Regions from separate parts of the Cricetulus griseus genome. Here region 2 is linked to region 1. Evidence: chromatin contacts called from public Hi-C data. All regions are on one chromosome and are shown on one strand. The core of a region is the stretch at or near the end of the contact, and the rest is flanking DNA. Distances in the headings are between cores, read along the strand shown. Region 1 holds the start of Tmem87b (transmembrane protein 87B). Region 2 holds the start of Mertk (tyrosine-protein kinase Mer).

Region 1 (6,816 bases), core at 2,460-4,959:
CCATTTCTGCCTATCCTTGTATTGTTTTGAATCAAATCCCTAACACCACATGCATTCATCTTTGAGAGTTTCAGGGTGAGTTTCTTCAGGGGTCCTTGTGGCTGTCTTCCTTGTCTTTCTATCCATATGTCTGAGCTGACTTCCCCCGTCTTTCTTTGCTTTCTTCAATGTTTGGAAAAGCTATTCTGCCTTGCTCATAGGACTTAAACTTCCCTCGAAGGGATGGCCATACTCCAAGGATGAATAGAGGCAAATTCCTCTGCTCCCTGACCCTTCATAGGGTTATATTTTAATACAGCCATCATAAGTAGAAAGCATCTCAAGTTAAACATGCACATCTGTAACCAGTAGTTGGGCACTGTGGCACATGTCTGTCATCTCACAAGAGTATAAAACCTATGGTCCAATATTTACCAGTTAGAAGAAACAAAGAGTAAAATGTGGTGGCACACACCTTTAATCCCAGCACTCGGGAGGCAGAGGAAGGTGGACCTCTGTGAGTTCGAGGCCAACCTGGTCTCCAGAGCGAGTTCCAGGACAGTTAAAGTTACAAAAAGTAAAGAAGAGAGAAATGAAGGAAGGAAGGGGAGTGGGTAGGGGGAGGGAGGCCAGCATTAGCGGTCCACAACTTCTCAGGAAGGGTTAGACAATCATGGGTAACTCCTCTATCCACTGAAGGGTCCAATCTGAGAAGATTAATTGGGGGAAAAATAAGAGGTTTAAAGGGAAAGGAAGGGAGCCAACAGAGCGTGGTAGGGGCAATTATACTCACAATATATTGTATATATGTATTCAATGTCAATTTTTACATTTTATTCTATGCCAATAAATAAATAAAATTGTTTCCACTATAAAGCAGAGAAAGAGAAAGGGGTGGGAAGCAGCTGGGTATGATGGTATACTCCTTAGGTCTAGCACTTAGGAGGTGGAAGCCTGGGATGGTAAGTATACACTGGGGTATACAGTGAGACCTTGTCTCAATCAAGAAGAAAGAGGCATTTAATGTATCTGGCCTACAAGCAGCCAAGCTCAACAGCTCAGCACACTACAGGGCTTTCTTCCATTTTGTTAACTGCCAGGACCACCAAAGAGCACCACGCCACACATCTCCAGCCATGGACAGATCAACATTGAAAACCCGGTGTGTGTGGCTTCTGTAATATCCTAAAGTTGAAAAACTCTGAGTCTATCCTAAACCAGGAACCATCTAGACACACAATCCAGCTTCCTGCTGAGATGACTTGGGGACACAGCTCACACACACACGTTTCCAAAGTCTCTGAGATTACATACCATTTGCCACCATGGTAGCTGACTGGATAATTATCTTGTTTTTATTGTTCACATTCCATTCCCTGTCACATTTGCTGTCTGCATTGACTTGTTAAGATTGACAAAACAATCGGCTCAGACAACAGCAATGAGCTCTCTGTGGTTGTGGAGGCTGAAAGTCCAAGATAAAGTTGCTGACACAGTCAGATTCTTCTGACTGCCTCTGTCTGGGGCTGACCCTGTCTTGGGCTTGTCACTGTTCCTTAGGTCTACAGTGTCCTCCCCAGGCTATGGATGTGTCCTGAGTTTCTTCTGTGATCAGGATGCTGGTTAGGCTGGATAAGGGCCCACCCTGAAGACCTCATTTTACTTTAATTATCTCTTTCTCTAAATATTCACATTTGACGAACTGGAGATTAGAAGTGTAACACATAAGTGAATTTCAGGGCATAGCAAATGCCCCATAAGGCTAACCTATTGGCATATACATTCCTTTCCTAAAGAACATGGAGTTTTTGTCCCGGAAATTACTTCTAGAATCATCTAAATCAAAGAAATCTCTAAAATATAAAGATTTTTTAAAAAGTTACTTACAGACTTTTAAAATTCAAAATATTTTCGACCTATTTATTTATGTGTTTTGCCTGTATGTATGAATGTGGACCTCATGGGTGCCTGATGCCCAGGAAGGTCAGAAGAGGGCAGCAGATCCCCATGGAGGTGGAGTTGAAGAAGGCTGTGAGTTGCCATGGGAGTGCTGGGAATAGAACCCTGGTCCTCTGCAAGAGCAGCCAGAGCTCTTACCTCTGAGCCATGTCTCCAGACACTTCAGGATATGACCAGTTTCTCCGATCCTATCAGCTCTGTTTGCAATGATTGGGATCAGACCAGGGCAGGGTACACTGAGCAAAAGTTATATCCACTGCCTGTTGATAGACTTTATTGATCTTATCCAGATAGAATGCTTTGGATATAGGAGGTAACAAATGCAGCCTGACTTACTTAAAGAATCAACATTAGCACTACTCTTCCTTGGAAGTGAAATTACCCTAGAAAAGAAACATCTAATTGACAAAAGTAATTACTCCATTAAACATTTAATTATATTTTATTTGTGTGTCCAGTAAGGATCATGTGCAGGTTAAAGAACATGCCAGAGTCTGTTCTCTCCTTACACCACGTGGGTTCCAGGGATAGATCTCAGGTGGTCCAGCTTGGCAGCAAGTGCCTTTATCCTCTGGATCCTCTCACTAGTCCATCTGCTCATTAATAATGTAAAATAACCCCTGTTGAGTGTATTACTCGAAATCACTACCATTATGTGATACTTAATAAGCAGTAAAAACAAAGGTGTTCTGAATTGATCACTAGTTCAATGATCTCTATTAAAGGCACTTCTTGTAGTGTGGGATGTTGCTTAGGTGGGAGGGGAGATTGCTGGGGGGACCAGGGTGATCTTAGAACTCTCTAGAGAGACATTTCTCTTTACTTCACTGTAAACTCAAATGTGCTTGAAAAATAATTACTTAACTAAAAGTAAGTAAATTAGAAATATGGACAACAAGTCCTACTGAAGATAACAACTGTTATCTAATGGGGACTAGAAAGACCACCAGGGAAGAGTAAGTTTATATAAAACATTATTAGTTTACCAGTGCCACCTACTGGTGAGATCTGACTATTGCTCCAGAAACGATTTTTTTTTTCCTTTAGAGCTCATCTGGATGGTTATTTAACAAACGATCTGTTGTTTTGTTTTGCTCTTAGACAAGGTCTCATGTAGCTCACGCTGGCCTCAAGCCTGCTATATAGCTTAGGCAGTCTTTGAACTCCCAAGATGCTCCAATGGGACCTTCATTTGTGCCAACTCCTCATTAGAGAGCCCCATTATCGTCCAGACCAGGTCTTTCCTTTCTAACCTCCTTGCAGGCCCTGCCTCTTTTTCCTCCTTTTCCTCTCCTCGCCCCTTGCCCCGCCTCCCCCTTCCCACACTCAAGCTTCCCTTCCAAACAGTTTATGGTTCCGCCCACCCGGCTCTTTAATCTGGTTGCAGTCCTGCCTTTCCCCAACTCCCCCGGAAGGCCCCGCCTCCTTACCACGCCCCGCGTCCATAAACCCTCCCTAATTAAACTCTTGGCCCCGCCTCATTCCTGGCCTCACCGCCTGAGCCCCGCCTCCTCCTCGGCCCCGCCCCCTTCCCGGGCCAGCCGGTCCTTCTTCCCACTCTGGTCCCTCCCCTCCACGCTTCCTCTGTTTCTCCCAGGCCTGAAGCCACCTCCAGGTCCCGCCCTGCTTCCCAGACTAACGGCGCCGCCTTGCCTCAGCCCAAGGCGCCCTCTGCACTCCCGCTCAAGCTTCCTTTCCCCGCCCGCCCGCAGCGGGCCCGCCCTTTAGGGGCGGAACTGCGCCAGGTGCGGCCCCGGGGCGTGGCCGGTTCCGGGAGCGCAGGTGCGGCTTCCGCGTCAAGATGGCTGCCGCCTGTCGCTCTTCAGCTTGGCTCCCTCCCGGCCTCCTGGGCCGCCTGCCTGCCCCGGCCCAGCTGCTGCGCGTTGCCCTGTGCCTCCTGTGCTGGGCCCCGGCGGCTGTCGACGCCGTCCCTGAGCTCGGGCTTTGGACGAGGACCGTCAATGACGTGAGTACTCTGGGGACTGAGGCGTGGCGCTTCTCAGGCTCCCAGGGCCCTGGCAGGGTAGCTCCGCCCGCGCACCGGTCTGGCCTTGGGCTTGTTCACCCACAGTGGTGGGTCCAGTGACAGGCTTCCTGAACCCATTGTCTGACTGAGCTCTAGGAAAGGAGCGTCCCCACCCCTCTGCCGGACGTGGGCTTCAGGGAAGAGCGATCCCAGTTGTCCTTAGGCCGGCTTCCCCTTCCAAATGCTCTTGCTGTTCGCGAGACTCTCCACCCGCTTGTCCTGAACTCTCACTGTGCCCTGACACGGTGTGTCTAGATCATGCCTTTATTTGTTCTGATCAGAGCCCCCAGTCTCTGCATTCCCAGCGGCATCGTTGAGACTGATCCTTCGGCTAGATTACTGCTTAAGACCCCAGAGAGGTTTGTCTACCCCTTCTGTTAGAGTGCACATTTAATGTGCTCTATAGTCATGCACACAGTCACCACCTCGCCTCTATTTTATTTACTTGGGCTTGTATGTGTTCTTTAGCGCTCCTATCACAGTTCAGGGACTTCTACGTGTGTAGGCGGGGCAAGGTGTGTGCTTAGGAGTATTTAAAAGGCAAGTCTGGAGGCTTGAGTGGATGAAAATTTCCTTAACTGGGCAGGCCGTTAGAGAGCTTGACGTTCTGTGTGGCTAAAAGATGTGGGGAAATGCAGGGGCCGAATTATGGAAAGTCTTGCAAAAGAGATAGGGATCTCAGGAAGTGGCATTGTCTCTAGAATTTCTCTGGAGTCAGATGACTCACCCAGATTTGCTTGGGGTGCATTGAGACGACGTCCAGCTTTTAAAGATGAAATTTCTATTTCTGCAACCTAAAGTAATATCAGAAGCTGCACACGCTTCCAAACACAAAGCTACAGAGGATCAAAGATAGGCTTGTTTCTGTATCCTGGCTCAGTAGCATTTCTTTGAAGATTGTTCTGAGTCGGTGCCCTGTGTTGCAGACATACCAATGACAGGGGCTGCCCATCTCAATTGCTGAACTTCTCATCAATAGAAAGCAACTTTTGTGGAAGCACACTTCACAGTTTCCCACTGCCTCTGTAGTGAATGTGATTAAGGCAGTGTTTGTAAACTCCAAGTAAAAACAATGCAAGTGAATTAACTACGTGAAAACTGTTACTCTACTTGAGCATGTCTGCAAAGATCTTTGCTGAGCATACTTTATAGTGAGAGTCCCACAGGGAAGAATGACAGGATCTTTTGACAAGCAGAGTTTCTTTCTTGACTGTCATGTGTGGTGGTCAGGCTGAGTTTATTTCCTATGTAGCTCAGGAGCATCAGCAAGCTTTTCTTTGCAAAAAGCAGGTTGATTGCTTTCTTCTTAAATTGTCAGAATTTGTCTTTTAGAACAGAGAGAATGAGGCTTTCATTTGTTTTGTGAATTCCTCAAAAGAAAAAATAAGTTCTTTTAGATATAAAAATCATTAAATAGCCGGGCATTGGTGGCATGCTTTTAATACCAGCACTCATGAGGCAGAGGCAGAGGCAGGCTGATCTCTTTGAGTTCAAGGCCAGCCTGGTTTACAGATCAAGTGCCAGGATGGGCTCCAAAGCTACACAGAGAAACCCTGTCTGGAAAAACCAAAAAAAAAAAAAAAAAATCATTGCATAACAAGCACCACCTTATACCATGTACTAGATTGGTTATTACTCTTGCAAAGATGACTTTCGATATGATGTTTTCTCATCTCAAGGAGCTAACACAATATTGGGAACAGCACATTTATGAGCAGATACTTAGTATACCATAGCATTCTTGGGATATTAGTATTCAAGTACTGATGGAGCCAGCTTACCCTGATTTGTGGAGATGTATAGCTAGTCTGAAAAGATGAAGAGGTATCTCCTTTTAAGAAAAGGAGTGGAGCATTAGCAGTGTGGGTAATTCTTGGTGTTTTTATTGAATGAAGTTCTGGAAGGTGGGGGACTAAGGTCACCATAGGCTTTCCTCACTAGACTTCAGTTTTAAAACTACAGGACCTGCAGGGCTGAGATAGATCGTGTCTGAAGTAAGCTGAGTTTGGATAGCATGTCTCTTGAAATTGGTAACTGTTATGTGACTTTCCCTCAGAGACTGTTTCTAATAGGACAGTGACAGGTGAAAGCAACAACTCTATGGAAGTCCATCTTAGTGAACGAACCAATGAGTACCTTGGGGTTACTCATAAGAACAAGGGTGCCCCTAGCATGGCTAAGATCTCAGAGCTATGTGACTAAAGATCCACCATACAACTTGTAGGCAGCTACAACATCCCAGCAACTGTTCCCTGCTGCTGTAATTTCAGGGAAGGCCCTTGTCTGCCTTGTAAGCTTCTTGAGCTTAGACTACCCTCTTCCCTCAGGAAGGAAAGCCAGCTATATAGAGTAACTGTCATTTGACTCCAGATGAGGAGATGCTATGGTTCAGAATTGCCAGAACTCCTTTAAGTGAAGCTTGAAACAGTATGTGTATTATGTCACCTAACTTGGAAGTTTTTTTGTTTGTTTTTGGTTTTTTTTTAATTGCTCATCATGGGCCAGATATACCCCCTCACCCCATTTGGGGGTTATGGGTGTGAAAATAAGGATGCTTGACCCAGTAAGATGAAGTGGAGTTTATCAGGAGAAAAGAACTTACACAGGAAGCAAATAGCTGTCGTGGTCTCCTGCTCCAAGGGTGCAGACCTTGCTACCCAGATGCTCTCCGAGACCAAAGGGGCCTCTGAGCCCCAATTCTATTCCTTTTAACTGGTCAAGTCCGCACCTGTGACCACCCAAAAGGGTGTGGTCAGTACTGCAGGTGTGTGGGGGGGGTGAATATATCACTACGGGGGTTGATTAAGCCCTGGGATCATCAGTCGCTAGTTTTGGATATGAATAACAGAGAG
Region 2 (6,816 bases), core at 3,070-5,569, 130 kb before region 1:
AAGTAGCTATAATATGTGGAATGAAACTTTCTAGGGATGTGGATAAATGTAGCATTCAGGGCTGGTATAGTCCTGTTAATTAATTAATTGATGTTCTAATGTGTGATTAGCATATATTAATTATACACAATATATTAACTACACACAATCAAGAGTTTATTATGAACCATTACATATGCACATAATATATTTTTATCACATTCACCTTCTGTTACTCTCTTCTATCCCTCTTTAATAATCTCTTGGCATAAGTTTACAGTCAGAAACTTTTTGGAGAAGAGGGACAGTGGATGATCTTAAGGTAGCAAGGAGAACTCTACCTCTCAGACTCAAGGACAGCAGGAATGTGAGTGTATGCGGTATGATTTACCAAAGAAAAACCTGGAAGCAGTTACTGAAGGAATATAGTATGGATTCAGGATGGGTGATGGCCAGAGTGGTCCAGGCCTTAACTGGCACTAGGTTCCATGAGATAAGGCCTTTCTTCTGGAGAAGCCATACATTATTTCAGCAATACTCCCTAGGCATCTGTTTATACCTGAAATTAAGCAACAGGTAATGGTCCATTTATGTAAATGACCAAATGGATTTCTAGCACTGATGGTAGATTAAGGTCATTTCATGCCACACGGTGATGTGCAGAGTGTCCTAGGGCCAATCTGATGTCTAGATCTCTGTCAGTGCAGATAGCCTGAGCTGTGTCACAGTGGATGAGGAGACTAGCTGAGGCGGGTGCAGTATTTGGGGAGGGAGTGCATAGTGGGACAGAAGCAGGAGTAGATTACAGGTCACAGCTAAGAACAATGCTGAAAAGATCAGAAGGCAGTGGTTAGGAGGATAAAGAACAGCATTCGGTCATTGGTCATGGGCCAATGGTGAAGACCGGAGTGCTTGCCCAATAAGTACAAAAAGCTCTGGGTTTGGTCCTCAGCACCACACAAAGCCAGGTATAGTGACAGTATAGCACTATAGAAGTGAGGCAGAAGGATCTAAAGTTCAAGATCATCCTGAGCTACATAGCAAATTTGATGCAGGAGACCTGGTCTTAAAAGGGGGAGGGCTGTCATTCATTGAAGAATGTCTTAACCTTTTACAAATGGTCTGGCATAATCCCACTGGGGCCTTTGACTGGAAGTCTTCATCTGGGCTGGAGAGATAACTCAGAGGTTAGGAGCACTGGCTGCTCTTCCAGAGGTCCTGAGTTCAATCCCCAGCAACTACATGGTGGCTCACAACCATCTATAATGAGACCTGGTGCCCTCTTCTGGCCTGGAGGCAGAACACTGTAAACATCATAAATGCATAAATCTTTTTTTTTTTTTTAAGAAAGTCTTTAGCCATGTCACTAATGTGTTAAACATACTTTTTTTTCCGAGACAGGGTTTCTCTATGGCTTTGGAGGCCGTCCTGGAACTAGCTCTTGTAGACCAGGCTTGTCTCGAACTCACAGAGATCCACCTGCTTCTGCCTCCCGAGTGCTGGGATTAAAGGCAAGCGCCACCAACGCCTGGCCATGTTAAGTATACTTAATACATAGATCATGATCACACTTTTTGTTGGTTATAGCCTTCTACACTTGAATCAGTAGAAATGATCTTCTCTGGTCCTGGATAAACAATGCTACAGGCCCTGAATATTATCTCCTTTGGTTAGTTAATAAACAGTAGATCTAAGGCTCTAGGCTACATAGCTTCATTGAAACCTGGGTTCCAGGTTATTGTTGCCCTGCTGGAATTGCATAGATGTTGCCCCCTGGGCATTCTACAAAACAGAACTAGATATAAGAACATGGAATCTGATTCTATTTTGTCTCACATTTCTCTTCACATGTTTTGGTAACAAGTTGAAAGTATGGTAAGTATGGAATTAATACTATACTATTAGTACATCTTGCATTTTAGCTTCTTTTGTATGTTTGTGGAGGTTTTTAAATACAGCTGCAAGCTCTTTGACTCCTCTATCATGTAAAGTTTCTGCTCTGTGGCTTCTCCCGATGAGAGTAGGTTTGATGGTATTTCCACCTTGAGAGCCAATTAACCTCTGAGGCTGGGTCACTCAGGGCCATGCAGCATCTACCTTGCTCACTGGATTACTCACTCTTGGAGCTCTGCGATCCCAAGCCAGACTTTCTCTAAGCTTGTCTAGATCCTTTGGTCCAAAGCCCTTGTCTCTAAAGCATGCCAGTGCAGGCATCAGCTATGTAAATGAACTAACATTAAGACCAGGAATTGGCAGACACTGTAAAGGGCTGGATTGTATGGCTTTGTGACGAATATAATCTCTGTTACAACTACTCAACTCTGCTGCTTCAGCACAAAATCATGCAGGTGATATATTCTTGGACGACTATCTTCCAGTAATGCTGATGTGCAAAGCCAGGCTGCAGACTCCAAGGTCCTGTCTCGTTGAGGTCACTCTAAGTGCTAGCCACTGGAAGGTTGAAGACAGAAATCACAGAGAAAAGATAATCCACTTCTGCAGTCCAAATCCATGAACTTAATGAACTGGCCAATGCTCCATTTCCACTGCATTTATGGTAAACTGTAAAACAGTACTGTACAAGGCAGGTCTCATTAACAAAGTCAGATTTGGAGCTGGAAAGCTGGCTCAGTGGTTAAAAGCATTTGTTGCTTTTACAGAGGACCAACTGGTGGCTCACAATTACCTGTTACTACAGTCCAGGAGATCCAGTACCCTCTTCTAACCTCCACAGGTACCAGGCATATGCAATATGCAGTCAAAACACCCAAACACATAAAACAAAATAAATAAACCAAAAGAAGAAAAAAGAAAGTCAGATTTGTGCTGAACAGGGTAGCACACACCTTTAATTCTAGCACATAGAAGACAGAGCAGATGGATCTCTGTGAAGTTGAGGCCAGTCTGGTTTACACAGTGAGTTCCATGCCAGCTAGGGATAAAAATGAGACTTTGTCTTTAAAAGAAAATATAGTGAGATTTAAGCAAGTAGTAGTGGCACCAACATGTAGTTCTTGCTACTCAGAAGGTTAGAGTGTTCGCTTGAATCAGGAATTCAAATCCAGCCTGGGGAACATAGCAAGGCCCTGTCTGTCCTAGGGAGGTTTCTATTGCTGTGATAAACATTGTAACCAAAAGCAACAAGGGAAGAAAAGAATTTATTTCAGCGTACAGTTGTAGTCCATCATGAAGGGAAGCCAGGGAAAGGATTAAAGGTAGGACCCTCGTTGCAAGAACTGAAGCAGAGATCATGGAGGAATGCTGTTTCCTGGCTTGCTTATTTTGCTTTCTTACCCAGGGGTGGCACCACCCCCAGTAAACTGGGCTCTCTTACACCAATCACCAATCAAGGGTCTGTTTAATCCTGTCTTTCTGGTTTGGTGTCTTCCTGCATGGCTAGAGACACCAGGAGCTGACTGTATCACAGTGCTTGTGTCCCTATCCTTAGTTTCATCAATAAATACTCTAAATTCATTAGGGCGGTTTATTCTAGGCCCTAAAGCGACCTCATCTCAAAAGAAAACCAGCGTACAAAATGCAAGGTATCACGGCGGTTGCTAGAAAAGGCACCTTCCGTTTCCTAGTGATACACTACAGAATTCACAATCCGCTGCTGCTGTCTGGGACCTTCCGCCCTTTCCCGCTGCAACACTGTCCCTTTCCATCCCTATTCCCAACCTCTCTTAGATTCTTAGACTCCTTACAGGATTAGGCTTAGTTCTCCCTGGAGAGCCTCTCTGGTGAAGGCTGCAAGCTCCTGACGCCAGGGTACGCTCTTGCTCCTCGGATTCAGTTAGCCTGGAGGAGGGCCCGGCTGCCACTGTGGCCACAGTGCCTGGGGCGCTGCTGCTAGGGCCTCCCACACCAGAAGAGCCTGGACTGCAGGGGCGCTGCGGTCCCAAGGCAGCTGGACCCACCACTAACTCTCAAAGGTCTGGGGGCTGCATCCTATGCACTCCACTGAACTCTTCCTCTCCTGTTTTCAAGCCCTCCTCCCTCCCTACCCCTACAAAGTGAGACTCCGAGGTTGCCGGGTGGCCAGAGACGCTCTCTCCTCCAGATCATGCTCTTTCTTAGCACCCTCCACTTCCTCTCGGTTCTCAGTCCTTCTAGCCCAAGATAGTGGCCTTCCTTTGCTCTCCACTAGCTAGCTTTCTTTCTTCTCCAACATCTCCTTTCCACGCCCTCAGGAGGAGGTGGGGTGGGGTAGGGGGAACCTGGGGCGTCTGACCCTAGCTCCACTCACGTCTGCCCCGCCCCTCCATGGTCCGCCCCTCCTCTTCTCTCTTTGCCCTCCCTCCTTCCCGCCCCCTGCCCACACCGACCTGCTGGTCCCGCCCAGGCCTGAGCCCCGGACCCGCCTCCCTCTTCTAACCTACGACGCCTGCGAGCCTCGGCTTGGCGCTGCCACTTCGGCGCCTGCTGCCCCGGCAGCCGGGACTGCAGCGCTATGCAAGCGCGCTCCGGCGGCCACCGGCGAGTTCAGGACGTCAGTGGGTCCGTGCATCTGTCCGGAGAGAACTTCCAGATCCGCGGCTCCGCGATGGTTCTGGCCTCACTGCTGCTGGGTCTGCTGCTGCTACCCGCGCCCTGGAGAGGTGAGTGCGAGGTCCCAAAGGTTTGCTGCTAACTCCAGCTAGCCGTCGGGGGTTCTGGGGATCCCCAGCCGAATCACGGGGCGCACGTCCTAGTGGAACAGGCACCAGTGGGCACCGAGGACTCCCCATCACCACAGAGGAGGACATAGAGCCCAGTGGGGCACTTTGGGAGCATCTAAGTTAGAGCCTGTGTGGAACGCAGCACTCAGGTCTGGTATGGCAAACACCAACAACTTTCCCTCAACACCGTCTAGTGGCCTGGCCGCTTTGGCGGGATTTCTGCGAGCCAGACCGGGGATCCGAAGGCAATCCCACGCGGTGAACCAGTGAGCGACTGCGGAGTTGAGTGTCGCAGTTCTCGTGTGGTGTTGGACCGAGGCTGGGTGTCCCGCCAGGGAAAGACTGGTTTTGGCTTCTCCCCTGAGCTCTGGTGTGCATTGTGTTGCGCTGGCGCTCCTTTGCAGGGACACCCTGTGACTGTGGAGGCCTGGATAAAGCCGAGGGGGACGACACAATCCTTTCCTTGCTATTACTGTGGAGCAGAATCTGTTGTGTTTGGGTAGCTTCTACATTTATCTCGACCTGCTTAAGTGTTCTCACACGCGTTTCAGTGACTCAATGGATTGATAAGCGCAAACAAGTACGGCAGGTTTCTCCAACAGATGATACTGAGGCACTTTGTGAAGAGACTGGAAAAAAAAAATGAGCTAGGCTTTACCAAAAGAAACAGGAGTGGGAGGGTTGGATGACTACCAAACCAATACGTTTCAGGTATTGCCCCTGCCCAAGAAGGGTTTGTTTGCATTCAGAATGTGTGGTAGTTTTTGTTTGTTTGTTTGTTTTTTGTTGTTGTTGTCTCTGCTGATCTTCAGGCTGGTTGACTAAAGTTTGTCTTTTAAGAATACCCACAAAGTCCGATTTACAGTCTAGCTACAAACCTTGTCTTTCCTTTCAAAGTTCATTTGCTCAAAAGAATATTTCTTGAACAACTCTATTCTGGCATACTAAATTACGTAAGCAATTTGTAGTTTGAGGCAACATGACAATTTGAAACATACATCAAGAGCCAAAAACAGGCAAAGAACTGAGCCGTCTCTGTTCTCCATCACCAAATCCTCAAAAATTCCTCAGCCTTTCTGCCAGGTCTGTTCTTCATAATCTGCTGCAAATCGGGTGTATTTTGCTACCAGTGCTGGCCAGCCAGACATAGTTTTGGAGGCTATGAATGTGGTATGCACCCGAAGAGTAATAGGAACATAATATTTTAAAATCTATGCTTTATTTTCTAAATTTTGAAAGTGTGAAGTCTTGTAACTGATGGGTTTAGTTAGATAGCCACAGAAAGTCCTAACGTGTACTCTAAAGAAGAATGCAAATTTCTTAATTTTTCTTCTAACAGAATTGGAGCTGCGGGGAAAGCATTGTTTCAGGTGCTCTGCTCTTAACTCTCTGCTCAGTCTGAGATGGGGGATGGGATATAGCAGCATAAGGGGCTCCAGTGTCTCTAGGGAGAACCGGGAGGGAAGAGGACTGAGGAGGGAAAGTTTGGAAGTGAAGCCAGTCTGATGCCTCAGTCTGTGACTGAGAAGTGTGAACCCTGAGAGCAAACTGGGCTTTTAAAATGCTTGAAATCTTAAGTGGTTCTGTTGTTTTTTAGCCATTTTTAAAACAACTTCCATTGCTTTTTGGGAATAAGCAGTGTTTATTTTAATGAATGAATGAATTTTGTAAAGCTCTTTAAGGTGGTGAGTAAGACACAAATTAACCAAATTATGCTTTGTATTTAAAAAAATATTTTAACTGTATAGCTGTTTTGCTTGCATGTATGTCTGTCTGTGCATGGTGTGCATGCCTCGCTCCTCAGGAGACCAGAAGAGGGCATTGGATCCCCTAGAATAGAGATTACAGGCGGTTGTGAGCTACTATGTGGGTGCTAGGAATTGAACATGGGACCCTGGAAGAACATCCAGTTCTCTTAACAACTGAGCTGTCTCTCCAGCTCACTATTATTTAAGTCTCACTTTCTGAAGGAATCTGTGAGTCACAATAGATTGCCAGGTAGGAAAGATGAGCTGGGACATTGAACACTCACGTACCCCAGCCACTTCCCACACAGCAGCCAGAATTAGATGTTTCATAGCATACAATTGTGCGGTCCCCAGATGAAAAAGATTTATTTTTATTTCATGTCTATGAGTGTTTTGCCTACATGTGTGTATATGCACCTGCACATGTCTAG

The links. Hi-C and Micro-C count contacts between places; a contact is called where the count stands out from the background.
Region 2: a contact with region 1 is called in a Hi-C map of fibroblasts, with 8 times the contacts expected there. The contact joins the promoter of Mertk here to the promoter of Tmem87b in region 1. A contact is called at or near these places in 7 of 8 Hi-C or Micro-C datasets (the CHK-Q cell line, the CHL-YN cell line, the CHO-K1 cell line and 3 more).

Annotation. Positions count from the first base shown.
Region 1 is chr6:49,729,641-49,736,456 of CriGri-PICRH-1.0, reverse strand. Tmem87b (transmembrane protein 87B) reads left to right here and starts at 3,709. Exons shown (of 19, transcript XM_027421844.2): 1 at 3,709-3,904. The coding sequence starts at 3,740.
Region 2 is chr6:49,858,455-49,865,270 of CriGri-PICRH-1.0, reverse strand. It overlaps Mertk (tyrosine-protein kinase Mer), which reads left to right and starts at 4,319. Exons shown (of 19, transcript XM_035446328.1): 1 at 4,319-4,577. The coding sequence starts at 4,430.